Regions from separate parts of the Mus musculus genome. Here region 1 is linked to region 2. The links are chromatin contacts, called in public promoter capture Hi-C maps. All regions are on one chromosome and are shown on one strand. Each heading gives the region's core, a stretch centred on a gene start, on an enhancer-like site or on the middle of the called end of the contact. The rest is flanking DNA. Distances are from core to core; before and after follow the strand shown. Region 1 overlaps Atl1 (atlastin GTPase 1). Region 2 holds the start of Cdkl1 (cyclin-dependent kinase-like 1 (CDC2-related kinase)).

What was found. Promoter capture Hi-C pulls out the DNA fragments that hold promoters and counts their contacts.
Region 1: a contact with region 2 is called in a promoter capture Hi-C map of liver. The contact joins the enhancer-like site here to the promoter of Cdkl1 in region 2. A contact is called at or near these places in 8 of 39 promoter capture datasets (the 3T3-L1 cell line, the HPC-7 cell line, HPC-7-derived erythroid cells and 4 more), 1 of 15 datasets of contacts at CTCF or cohesin (large pre-B cells), 3 of 115 datasets of contacts at active chromatin or transcription factors (embryonic stem cells and large pre-B cells) and 2 of 9 other capture datasets (adipose tissue and liver).

Annotation. Positions count from the first base shown.
Region 1 is chr12:69,918,466-69,924,687 of GRCm38.p6, forward strand. All of the region lies in intron 2 of Atl1 (atlastin GTPase 1), which reads left to right. It also overlaps the pseudogene Gm6316. Among named protein-coding and RNA genes, the nearest start is that of Map4k5, 28 kb to the left of the region's middle. Within about 2 kb of position 3,831, at least 4 of the 459 cell types and tissues checked have an H3K27ac peak or open chromatin away from gene starts, as enhancers often do. A contact at or near this core is called in liver, where this site is marked.
Region 2 is chr12:69,788,377-69,795,047 of GRCm38.p6, forward strand. It overlaps Cdkl1 (cyclin-dependent kinase-like 1 (CDC2-related kinase)), which reads right to left and starts at 2,331. Exons shown (of 10, transcript NM_183294.2): 1 at 2,267-2,331; 2 at 1,611-1,888. The coding sequence starts at 1,778. It overlaps 4930512B01Rik (RIKEN cDNA 4930512B01 gene), which reads left to right and starts at 1,968. Exons shown (of 8, transcript NR_033573.1): 1 at 1,968-2,075.

The DNA.
Region 1 (6,222 bases), core at 2,581-5,080, 130 kb after region 2:
GCCTGACATTGGATATCTTTTCTTATACATGGAGCCCTTTGATATGTTTCTTGTCAGTTGCTTGTTTGTAATCTTTGTCTGTTTTTCCTGTTTTATCCTTCGCTCTGGTTTAAGTTGGCTTTGAGTATGATGAAGTAGAAACAGAGGTTCATTTCCTTGTAAATGTTTCATTGTTTTGTATAATTTATTGGGAAGGTAAGTCCTTCCTTGTTATTGCAGTTATATTTTTTGTTATAAATAAGATAAAAATAAGAAACACTGTGTGTCTGGAATCCTTAAACATTTTTTATTACCTCTTCTACTTTATTGTCTTTTCTTTTGTTAAACAGAGTCGTAGTCTGTAGCTCAGGTTTGCCTAAACGGAGGCAGTCTTTGTGCCTTAGCTTCCCTAGTACTGTGCTATAGGCATGGGCCACTACACCTGTTTGTTTGTTTGTGTTTCCTATATCAGACTAGAGCGTTCTCTATAGCTCAGGCTAGCCTTGAACTCTCAGCAGTTTTCTAGCCTCAGCCTCTTAGGTGATAGGATTAAAAGCACGTGCCACCACACCTAGCTAATATCATCATATTTTAATTACTGTGCATTTGAAATGTCAATGGCTAGAGCTATAAGTCCTCCAACTTTGTTTTCCAAGATTTCTTTGTTGGCCTTTGTTTTTTGTGTTTCCATCTAAACTTGTTAATTTGTGTAAGAAATATTGCTGAGAATTTGATTATTGTTATAGCTAATCTAGAAATCAAAGGGGTTGTTGACACATTTACAGTATGGAATCTTTAAGTCTGGGAACATTTGTATTTGTATTGTAGTGCTGCTCTGTACTTTCCTTAGAGGTCTGAAGTACCTTTCATTGGTTGCTGTAGTATATTGGCATCGTGATGGCTTACTGGGTGCTCCTCTTCCCATTTCCACAGTCAGATGCAACAGGTGTGGTAGTAGCATTTATCTCATGGCACTTTGCAAATACTGAGATCCAAACACTTTCTCACCCATTACAAACTTGCACTCTGTGTACCAACATATTACTTAAGTTTATTGCCAAATGTGTCACAATTATAATGTCATATAAATGACTTTTCTTACTCAAAAACCGAAGCTTAATATATAAAATTCATTCTTTTAGTGTTCTGTCCTATGACTTTGACAAGTTTGTACAGTCATGTTATAAGACTGTAAACGGAGTATAATCTTTACACTACTCCATATACCTTTGTCTCTCTTTGTAGTCAATTTTGTCTACTCCACTTCTGGCCACCACTAATCTACTTAGCCTACGCTGACTTTTCATACGAATGGGACCATGTAACGTATTGCCATTTAAGTGAGATTTATAAGGTTAAACCATGTTGCATGAATCAGTCGTTTATTCCCTTTCATCCATGAATAATATCCCATTGTATGAATATTCTAGTTTGTTTATTTAATCCCCAGCTGAGGAGCATTTGTTTACTGTTTAAATTTCAACTAATATGAATAAGGCTACTGTAAACATCTGTGGATAAATTTTTGGTTCTCATTTACTTTGGATAAGTTTCTACAAATGGTATTTCTGGGTCTTTGGGTGTGCAACTGTGAGAAAGAACCTGTGTACACATGTGCTGCACAGTCTGGCCTTCCTACATGGAAAACAGTAGCATTCTGTAGGCTTCATATTCTTGTCAGCACTGGGTTCTCTCCCTCTTTCTCTCTCTCTCTCTCTCTCTCTCTCTCACTCTCTCTCTCTCTCTCTCTCCCTCTCTCTCTCTCTCTCTCCCTCCCTCCCTCCCTCCCTCCCTTTCTTTTTCTTTTTTTTTTTTTTTTTTTTTTTTGGTGCAGCGGACTTTATTGATGGTATTCAAGAGAGTAGGGAGGGCTCCCTAGGCCCCTCCTGTTATTATGGGGGTCTGGGATGGAAATTTTGAGGGAGATGCTCAGTGTTGGGGGCCGAGTTGGGATAGGGACTCCTCAGCAACCGAGGGCCTCTCTCTTGCTCTCAGTGTCTTTGCTGGGGTGGGTGGTCCAGGGTTTCTTACTCCTTGGAGGCCATGTAGGCCATGAGGTCCACCATCCTGTTGCTGTAGCCGTATTCATTGTCATACCAGGAAATGAGCTTGACAAAGTTGTCATTGAGAGCAATGCCAGCCCCGGCATCGAAGGTGGAAGAGTGGGAGTTGTTGTTGAAGTCGCAGGAGACAACCTGGTCCTCAGTGTAGCCCAAGATGCCCTTCAGTGGGCCCTCAGATGCCTGCTTCACCACCTTCTTGATGTCATCATACTTGGCGTGTTTCTCCAGGCGGCACGTCAGATCCACAACAGACACATTTCGGGTAGGAACACGGAAGGCCATGCCAGTGAGCTTCCCGTTCAGCTCTGGGATGACCTTGCCCACAGCCTTGGCAGCACCAGTGGATGCAGGGATGATGTTCTGGGCAGCCCCACGACCATCACGCCACAGCTTTCCAGAGGGGCCATCCACAGTCTTCTGGGTGGCAGTGATGGCATGGACCGTGGTCATGAGCCCTTCCATGATGCCAAAGTTGTCATGGATGACTTTGGCCAGGGGGGCTAAGCAGTTGGTGGTGCAGGATGCATTGCTGACAATCTTGAGTGAGTTGTCATATTTCTCGTGGTTCACACCCATCACAAACATGGGGGCATCGGCAGAAGGGGCGGAGATGATGACCCTTTTGGCTCCACCCTTCAAGTGGGCCCCGGCCTTCTCCATGGTGGTGAAGACACCAGTAGACTCCACGACATAGTCAGCACCGGCATCACCCCATTTGATGTTAGCGAGGGGGGGGGGTGTGTCTCGCTCCTGGAAGATGGTGATGGGCTTCCCGTTGATGACAAGCTTCCCATTCTCGGCCTGGACTGTTCTGTTGAATTTGCCATGGGTGGAGTCAGACTGGAACAAGTAGACCATGTAGTTGAGGTCAATGAAGGGGTCGTTGATGGCAACAATCTCCACGGAGATTTTGCCACTGCAGACGGCAGCCCTGGTGACCAGGCGCCCAATACGGCCAAATCCGTTCACACCGACCTTCACCATTTTGTCTACGGGACGAGGCTGGCACCGCACAAGAAGATGCAGCTGTCTCTGGAACAGGGAGGAGCAGAGAGCCTCTTCCTTCCTTCCTTCCTTCCTTCCTTCCTTCCTTCCTTCCTTCCTTCCTTCCTTTCTTTCTTTTTTTCCTTCTTCTCTGTTTCTTTTTTTATATGTGCACAGTATTATCGTTTTTATTTTTCAGCTTATATAATTTCTGTATTTTTTCATTTCCTCTCTCTAAGCTGTTGCCGCCTCGACACCACAGGGTACACTGTGGTCAAATGAGAAGTCAACCATTGATCACTTAGCAAACTTTTTCTGAGGGAATAAAGCTTGATTCACTGGGGCCAGCACTCCCTGTGACCAATGAGAAACTCTGAACTCTTTAAATCTTGGGAGACATTCACACACACACATTCACACACACACACATTCACACACACACACATTCACACACACACACATTCACACACACACATTCACACACACACACATTCACACACACACATTCACACACACACATTCACACACACACACATTCACACACACACACATTCACACACACATATACACATATTTGGTGGATGAAGCAAACTCCAACAAGTTGACTCCAACAACTTTTTTTCTCTTAAGCACCTAAGACAGAGTATTCTATGTGAAAAAAAAGATTACCTCATAACTACAAGTTACACATTCTCTAAAAACAGTCAACACAAAACATATTCTTAAAAAGACAGACTAAAGTCATTACATGAAGGGTTATTGATTACACAAGGGTTATTGATTACACAAGGGTTATTGATTGTGAGCTTCTTTGAAACTTGTCTCTCACTAAACATTTCCCGGCCAGTGTTCTCTCCACAAGGTCAACACAATCCCAAAGCAAGAATTCTCTTGTCATTGATTAACAGAATTTAAGCAAGCCAGTCTACAGTATGTATTTACCAAGAAACAGATCACCATCTATCATATGTCTTATTTTTGAAGTCTTGTTCAGTTAAACTGGCAACATTTGCTCTCTGTTCTTATACTCATTATAGATTATTTACTCTTTATTCCTAGCTCTGCCTTTCCATGGTGTACACAGAAACCTGTGGTCACATCCCTAGAGAACAAGATCCAGGAACTCAGACCCGACCTAGAATGAAATGTTTTCTTTGCTCTCTAACTTGTCCCAAGTCTTTTTCTCTTCCAAGTTCAAGTGTGTGCTTGCCATGCCTGAACGTTCTCTGTGCTCGCTTCTACCTCTGCAGGCTGTGCTTACTCCTACAAGGAGTTCCTGCTGTGTTCTGTGTTTCAGGCACAGCAACTTAAACCATCTCCTTGGACTTTCTATCCACTACTCTAACTTCCTAAACCATTTAAATCAAATCAGGAATCCTGTAAAGTCCTTAATTCATCTAAACAGTATTATCTCAGGAAAGTTTATTTTTATGTTGATCTACAGGGAAATTTGCTCAATAATAATTTCACTCAGGAAGTAACCACACTAGGTTATCTAGGCATTGAAGGTTTCCCCATGTCTAGTCACACCAGGCCAGACACACAGCAATGACAAACATGAGAAGGCACATCAGTAGCAGAAGCAATTCTGGAACAAAGCCCCTTAGGCTGTGCCTCTCCAGAGTACACCCATCAAAGCTGTGAAAAACAGTGAGCCTTATCCAGGAAGCTCACACGGCAGCAGCACTAAGCCCTCCCTCCCTTATACCTAACACACAATCTCTTTCAAGTTCATGGCCTCTTTTCTCGTTAATTGTTATATTCATATACGTATATACATATATTCTTAAGTGTATCATGTTCAATTGGTATAATGTTGTCTGTATCAGGACTGACCATTTGATACTGGATAACTACTGGTGTGCTCTTCCATAGGGAACACTGGTCCTCCTAGTGTCAGCATTTCTTAGTTGCTTGGAGTTCATTGTGTAAGACTGAGACCTCATGAACTTTTTCTGTCCACTTTGGAATGTCTATTTGGGCAGTGATGTTGGTGAGACTTTATGGTTGTGGCTTTTGATGTTACAAGGAGATATTACATGGAGTTTGCTGTGAGATATTACATAATATCTAGGGATCTAGGGATGTGACCACAGGTTTCTGTGTGTACCATGAAAAGGCAGGGTTATGAATAAAGAGTAAATAATCTATAATGAGATATTACATAGTATCTCACAGCAAAATCCATGGTCCTCTGGTTCATACAGTCTTTCTTCCTTCCTTTCCGTTATGTTCCCTGAGCTGTGGGTGTGGGTGTGGGTGTGGGTGTGGGTGGGAGTGTTTGGTAGATGTGGCCGTTGGGAATGGACTCCATAACACTATAGTTTGATTGGGTGTGGTTTTCTGTTGTGGTCTTCACAAGAGAATTTTCCTTGATAAGGGAGAAGTGAAGACTACGTCTGTCTGGGTATAAGGACAAATGCTTACATTTTTGTTAGAGATTATGCTGGCACACATAACTTGTGCTAACCAAGTCTCTAATTGGACCTAAGACCCTCTCAACAAGAGGGAAACCATTCCTGGTACTGGAAACCTACTACTCAGGGACAATGAAGTCATGCATCTTGGAGGAAAATCTCTAACCACGACTCTACTAAACTAGCATAATTCTTAGTATTTTAAAAAAGGTTTTATTTTTATTTTCTGTATAAGTGTTTTGCCTGCACCTGAGCATCACATGTATGCAGTTCCTGAAGAGGCCAGAAGAGGGCATAGGAACCCGTTTCTCGCTACAAAGCCCAGACTAGCTTCAAATTCAAGATCCTCTTGCCTCAGCTTCCGCAGTTATTGGATTGCCACTGTGCCTAGCAGTACAGTGCAATTTTAATTATAAAACAAATTTATCGTATTGATTATAATATACAGCTCCAAAGGGTTAAAATAGCCTAAACTAATATTAATTAGACAAGAGAGGATTTCCATACTATAGATAATAACTTTTCTAAACTATTTTAATTAAGATAAGTATTATTGATATAGGAAAAATTTGATTTCTACTATATACTTTATACAAGTACTAACTCCTGATAGAACTTAAACACCAAAAGTAAAACTTTAAAGCATAATAGATATATTTTCAAATTCTCATAAGGAGTTTATGAGACATAACAAAGTGCTAAATACATAAGAACACTATAATAAAGTTTATTATGTTGAATTAACAGTTGCTCTACATCTGTTAATTTGGAGAGGTGCA
Region 2 (6,671 bases), core at 1,081-3,580:
AGACATAAAACCAGTAATCTCCCACCACCTTACTCAGACTAGAGGAGAAACATTGAGCACCTGGTGTAGAGGGTGGGGGCTTCCTGCTTTCACACGCTCTGTGGTGTTCACCACACACCTCACATTGTTATTTATTTAGGTAGGTGAACACACAGTTGCTACACAGCACTGTGGGGTCAGAGGTCAACCTGGGGGCCTTGATTCTCACTCAGTTAGCATTGACTTGGAAGGAGAAACTCGGGGAGCTACACCTGGAAACACAGTGATAATAAAATGTGCTGAGATACACGTACCTGTGCTGGGAGGTCGGAGAGGACATTCTCTGAGCCAAAGAGAACAGCCACCGTGCTCCTGGGAACACTAATTTTGGTGGATGGAACACATAAGTGTTACTGTGTACCATGGAGGTCAGAGGACAACTTGGGGGAATCGATTCTCTCCTATCATGTAGGACCAAGGGATCAAATTGAGGCTATCAGTTTGGTGGTGAGCACATTTATGCACTGAGCCATCTTTCTAGCCTATTATTATTATTATTATTATTACTATTATTATTGAGTAAATCAACCCATTGAAGACTGGGAATGTGCCTCGGTGAGAGAAGGTTTTGTTAATTTGATAAAGTCTCTGGGTTCAATCCTTAACACCACAAAGTAGTAATAATATTGACAATGATGATGCTAAATAAAGAGTAAGGCAGCTATCAGCTTCTACTGAGAAAGTGGACATGGTCAGTGGCTCACGAGAGCAGAGTGCAACACTGGCTGTGTGGAGGAGAGTAGGCAGAGGACCCCAGCTGGGAACCGGCACAAACATTTGAGTTCACCCCTTCTGAGAGCATCATCCACTCATACACTTGGCCAGGGTCTGGACAGAACACCGAGGCCACACTTTCTGAAGCACAGTTGATTCCCCATGGGAGCCATCCATGGCCTGCCTCATCCTGCAGTAGCAGCTGCATTGCCTCTGAGAAATTCAGAGAAGCCTCTTTCCAGAATAAGAGGGAACACACTTTTGTCTTGTAATGAACACCTTTGTCCAAGGACCTAAGCTTAGATTCCAACACTCACAATAAATGCTGCCCGAGGGCAGCTGTCCACCTGCAATCCCAGTACTAGATCCTGGAGAGCACTGGCTAGCAATCCTAGTGAGACACTGTATCCATATACAAGGGGGAAAATGGTTGAAGAAGATGGCTAGTGTTAACCTTTGGCTTCCAAATGCCACACACACACACACACACACACACACACACACACACACATTTATGCGCGCACACATGAACACACATATACAGATGCATATATAGCCCAAGAAAACAGGACAATGGGTTAAAAATACAAAATGAAAACAAGCTGGAAGCTCAAAACTCAAAAACTCTAGCAAAGTCGAGTTGTTTTAAATTCTGCTTCTTAGAGACCCGTGAAAAGACTGTCTGCAGTTGACGCCAAGAGAGCCCCACACCTCTCCTGTCCACCTTCTTACTCTTACATAATCCGTTCTCTGCGCACAGACTCTGATTTGTGCCATTGAAGACAAAGGCTGTGTGGGAAGAGGGCAGAGCCTCAGCCCAGAGCATCTATCTAGCACAGAAAAAGCAAATTAGCTACCTTGAGCATGCGGATTTCTCGAAGGGCGATTTTCTTTATGACAGGGTCATCTTCGGTTTCCAGAAACCTCTTGATGGCCACGATCTGACCCGTGTCCCTGTTTCTGCACTTGAACACTACCCCATAGGAGCCTTCTCCAATCTTTCCAATTTTTTCATATTTTTCCATTACAGAGGAGGAGCAAGTCTTCTTGAGAACGGATTTTCATATAGTTTTTAAAGGTCGTTTATGAACTGACCTCTCTCGAGCCTCATCAAGTAAGGGCTGTCGTCCGCGATCTAGAGAAAACAAGGCGCGAGTTAAAGAATAAGGATCAGCCAGGTGTGGACTCCACCCCCACCCAGCAATGACATCGCGGTCAAGGCTGGGAGTCTACAGGTGGCTGCCATGGGTGACCTAATTTCAGTTGTCTGTTTCATTCCCTCGAGCTAAAGATGTAGCCAGCATCCAAAAACGAGCCGAGCTGTAAGATAATCTATCTTTTTAACGTTATGGTTCATACGATCTAAGACACTTGAGCTGGCTGGAGCACCAGGAAGGCGAAGGGCTTCCCCGGTTCTAGTTTCGGGTCTCAATTCCCTCCGGAAGAGGACACCGGCTGGGCAACCGGGCCCGTGGGGACTGCGGGAACTGCAGGGACTGTGGGGACCTCCCACCCTGACTCCTGAGGCGCCTCTCGGCCCAGCTCTAGCACAGCAGCCTGCAGCTCGGCTGGGTGACTGCTGCGATCCCCATGGGAACCGCGCCGGTTGGGCGGGGCCGCCCTCCGCCCTGCTGTACCCGCAGCCACTTGGCCGGGTCCCTGACCCCGCGCTGCAGGTCCAGAGGGTTTAAATCGTGGAAATCACAGCATGGAGAGTTTGCAGGGAGAACGCCTGCTCCCAGGCTGTCCTAGCAGCCTGCTCGGGCTAGGGTGACCAGGTCCATACCTTATTACGTCCACTCCTTGGTGTCCGTTCCTCGCCTGTGAACCCCGGAGGACAGCAATTGCTCGGTGCTGCAGCTTCGAAAAATGAATGAGAGAGAGTGAGGCAATAGAGGGAGGCAGGATGGCCTTCCCTCCCATGTAGTGGGGTCTTGGCGGTGCAGAGCCTGCTTTGATTGCCTTGACTCTTTCCCCAATCACCTTCTTATTGAACCTGTTTCAGTACAGTGACAGTGGCAGTTGATGGATGCAGGAAATCTTGAAATAAGGATCGCACAGACAGCCTCTACATTTTGTCAGCCCTTCCATCCCCTATGCTAGGCGCCGAGGTGCTTGTGTGCTGGCGGCAGGGCTACAGCAGAGAAAACGCACGATGTGAAACCTGGCCAACCCGGGGCAAGGAACGTGCGATGCAAATGTACACAGAGCTCAAGAGGAAGCTGGGTCTGGGCATACCGAGCGTGACGGCTGCCTGGCAAAGGGTAGAGGTATAATGAGTTACTAGAATAGACTCGTGGTGGTCTGGGACCCTCCCCAGAAATCATGTGCAAATGTGAATGCCTACTCTTTTTGACTTTTGTCTTCTCGATAGCTTTGCCTTGCCCAGAATATCGCGTACATGGAAACATACAGTGCACAGCTTTTATTGAGTCAGATTCTCACTTCACAGAATACATCTGAGAGCCACACACATCTTGCATTTAGCAGCAGTGTCTTCCTGTTTATTGCCGGGTAGCGTTCTGTTGTATGAACGTACTGACTGGTATTTATTTGTTTATTCAATCCTGGTTGAAGGATATTTGGATTGTTTCCAGTGTGGGGTGATTATACATGAAGCCGCTATAGACGCCGTGCATGGTGCTTTCTGTGAAGCCAGGTCTTCATTTTTCTTGGGGAAATCCTTAGCGGGAGACCTCTGCACATTGAGCTTATCTTTTCCATTTTACCTTCCCACCTGCAATGTCCCCAGTGCCCGGCATCCTTGCGGTCCTTTTGGCTTTAACTATTTTTTAAAAATATTTATTTATCTATTATTACATGTAAGTACACTGTAGCTGTCTTCAGACACTCCAGAAGAGGGCGTCAGGTCTCATTACGGATGGTTGTGAGCTACCATGTGGTTGCTGGGATTTGAACTCAGGACCTATGGAAGAGCAGTCAGCTCTCTTAACTGCTGAGCCATCTCACCAGCGGATTTAGCTATTAAAATAGATGGTTAATGGCTTCTAATGGTTTTAATATGAATTTGACTTTTAACCTTCCCTATAGATGTGTTCTCGCTTCAGGATTCTAAGAGACTTATGGAAATTTTTTGGCGCCAACACCTCTCTCTTCCCCAGTGGGCTGCAGTTCTCACTTGGGACATGGCAAAAGGCAGAAGGACAAACAAACAAACAAACAAAACCCCTCTAGTTGATTGAATTAAGTACAAGATGGCGATCTTATTACTAATTTCCATACTTGGGTGGAGCTCAGGACCCTGTGCTCGCCAGGTAGGTGCCCCCAGTGGGAGACAGGATTGCTGTTATTGTTCCTGTCTCTGACAATGTTCTCCTTCACCTTTTAAGAGAGTTGTTTATAGGGACCACCAAGTAGGGACATTTTGATTTTTCTTTATCACTTTCTCTTTTCACTGGGTAGGTTCTTCTGTGTGATGGCAAGACCACACTGCTCTGAGTTGTTATTGAAAGCAGTCTTATGCTAGTAAGCACATTGGTGGTTAATTGTTTATTCACTTATTCACTTACGCTTGCTGTAGGCAGCCTCTAAGAGGACGCTTAATGACCTGCCTCCTGACAGCTATGCCCTTGTGGGCCTTCTTGAGCTTTGCTCACTCTGTCCTTTTTTTCACGAGAAGCTTTTAACTGTCTTCAGGTTATATAGGTATATAAAGTAAGCTTACAAGTCAAACGTTTTCTAAAATTAAATCATGAAAAAATTATTTTTAAAATAATTCTTGGAGAGCCAGGACTAGTGACATATTCGTGTAAATCTAACACTTGGGAGCTAAAGGTAGGAGGACCAGGAAGGTTAAAGTCTATTCCCAGGCCTCACAGGCAGTTCAAGCCAGCCTAGATCCTGTCTCAAAAAAATACCACCCCTTATGCACCTCTCTCTCTCTCTCTTTCCCTCTCTCTTTTTCTCTCTCTCATACACACTAATTCTTTGGTGTCTATATAATTTTATCACTTATTAAAAACAAAATGAATATGCTCGTTTTTCTTCCTATAAAGAACATTTGATGTTGCAAGAGTATCTTTGTTTTTAAGAGTTGACCAATTCAGCTGGGTGTGGTGGTGCACGCCTTTAATCCCAGCACTTGGGAGGCAGAGGCAGGCGGATTTCTGAGTCTGAGGCCAGCCTGGTTTACAAAGTGAGTTCCAGGACAGCCAGGGCTATACAGAGAAAACCCTGTCTCGAAAAACCAAAAAAAAAGAAAAAAAAAAAAAGTTGACCAATTCCTTGATTTTATAATACTTGGCACCAAAACAGTATAACTATGATATACAGAACCGCAGTAGCATACTTAGGGACATTAAAAAATTCTTGGAAAATTTGTTCTAAACCCCAAGCCAAAATTCATTTAATAGATTCAAAAAAAAAAAAAAAAAAGAGAGAGAGAGACTCAGTCAGTAATTCAAACAGTGATTTTGAAAAAAACAAATGTTCTAAGAACACAAACTAAGGAGATAGTATTTGGATACTTACAGGCTGACGAACTACAGCAAAGCATTAACAACAGTTGTTTCCCCACAGTTAAACCATGAAGTACTTACAGAAACAGCACTGTGCTTAAAAGATGCAAAAGTCTTAAATCTGACAGAAGGTGTTTCAGGTGGTGTTGGCTCCTGCTGAGCCAAATGAAGGTATTTGCAAGGCAGTGTACACTGTGTGTGTATTCAAAGCGAATAAAACGTGCGCATGGTATGCTCAGAGCGAACAAAGGCTGCAATGAAATGACATAATCCACCCCAGCTGAGCGCTCTCAGAAACACCTAGGACTTGTTACTTGCTTGATTTCGAATGAACCTTTGATATCCCGAAATCTTTCACTCTTTCCATTTTTTTTCTTGACAGTCCCGTTCAATTACACAATCTGCCATTTGAGGAAGCAGACCCAAGAGTATGTCTATCTATCTAGTGACTTATCTTTAAGGACTCAAACATGCCAAGTGATGGAATGCCACAAAGTGATGGAGAGTGTGACTCTGCCTTGGGTGCCCTCACTGCTCTGGGGAAAGCTTCGAGTACTCCACAGAGAGGACCTGACAGACCAAGAGGCAGGGAAGAACTGAGAAAGTTAGTCCTGTCAGCATCCCTGTGAGTGAGTCGGGAAGGTGGTCTCCATACTCCACTGACAAATTCAGTTTAACCTGTGAAAAAGAGGACCGGAGGATCCACTTGAGCCAAACCTGGATAACTAGCCTGAGAGACAAATGTTTCTTGTTACACTCTGGGTGATTTGTTGTGCAAAAATAGAACTACCCTTTTATAGTGTCAATAAGTTCTCTTTAATTCCTATTTCCTTAGATAACAAGAATTGATTTCCTTTAAAAAAAAATCACCAGCAAGTGCAGAACTTATTAAATTCTCTACTTCAATTTCGTTTTCCATTTTCATGTGTGCACAGTATGTGTGTGCACCTTTGCATGTGTGCAGGTATACATGTGTGTAAATAGAGGACCGAAGTCAGGAGTCATCTGTGGCTCTCCGATCTTGTTCTCCAAGGAGCCACCCACATGGCCAGTCTCACTGCCAGCTTGCTCTGTGGGGCCCCAGCTGCACCTTTTAAGGCTGGAACATCAGGCAGCCTGCTAAGAACACCCAGCATTCACGTGCTTTCGGGGATCCAAACGCAGGTCTCCATGCTTCATGGCAGCACTTTAACCACCAAACCATCTCCCACTCCCTCCTTGCCTATTGAGATGGCCATATCCACCCCCATCCTTGCCTATTGAGATGGCTGTATGATTTTTCTGCCTTAAGTCTGTTGGCACACTGAATGGCACTGACTAGTAAAATACTGGACCAAGCTTTGATTCCTCGGATAGACCCTTGTGCTCTGTCACTCTGAGACACTGCTGGGTTAGATCAGAAATATTTAATTTTGGTTGATTTTTAAAGATGTATTCATT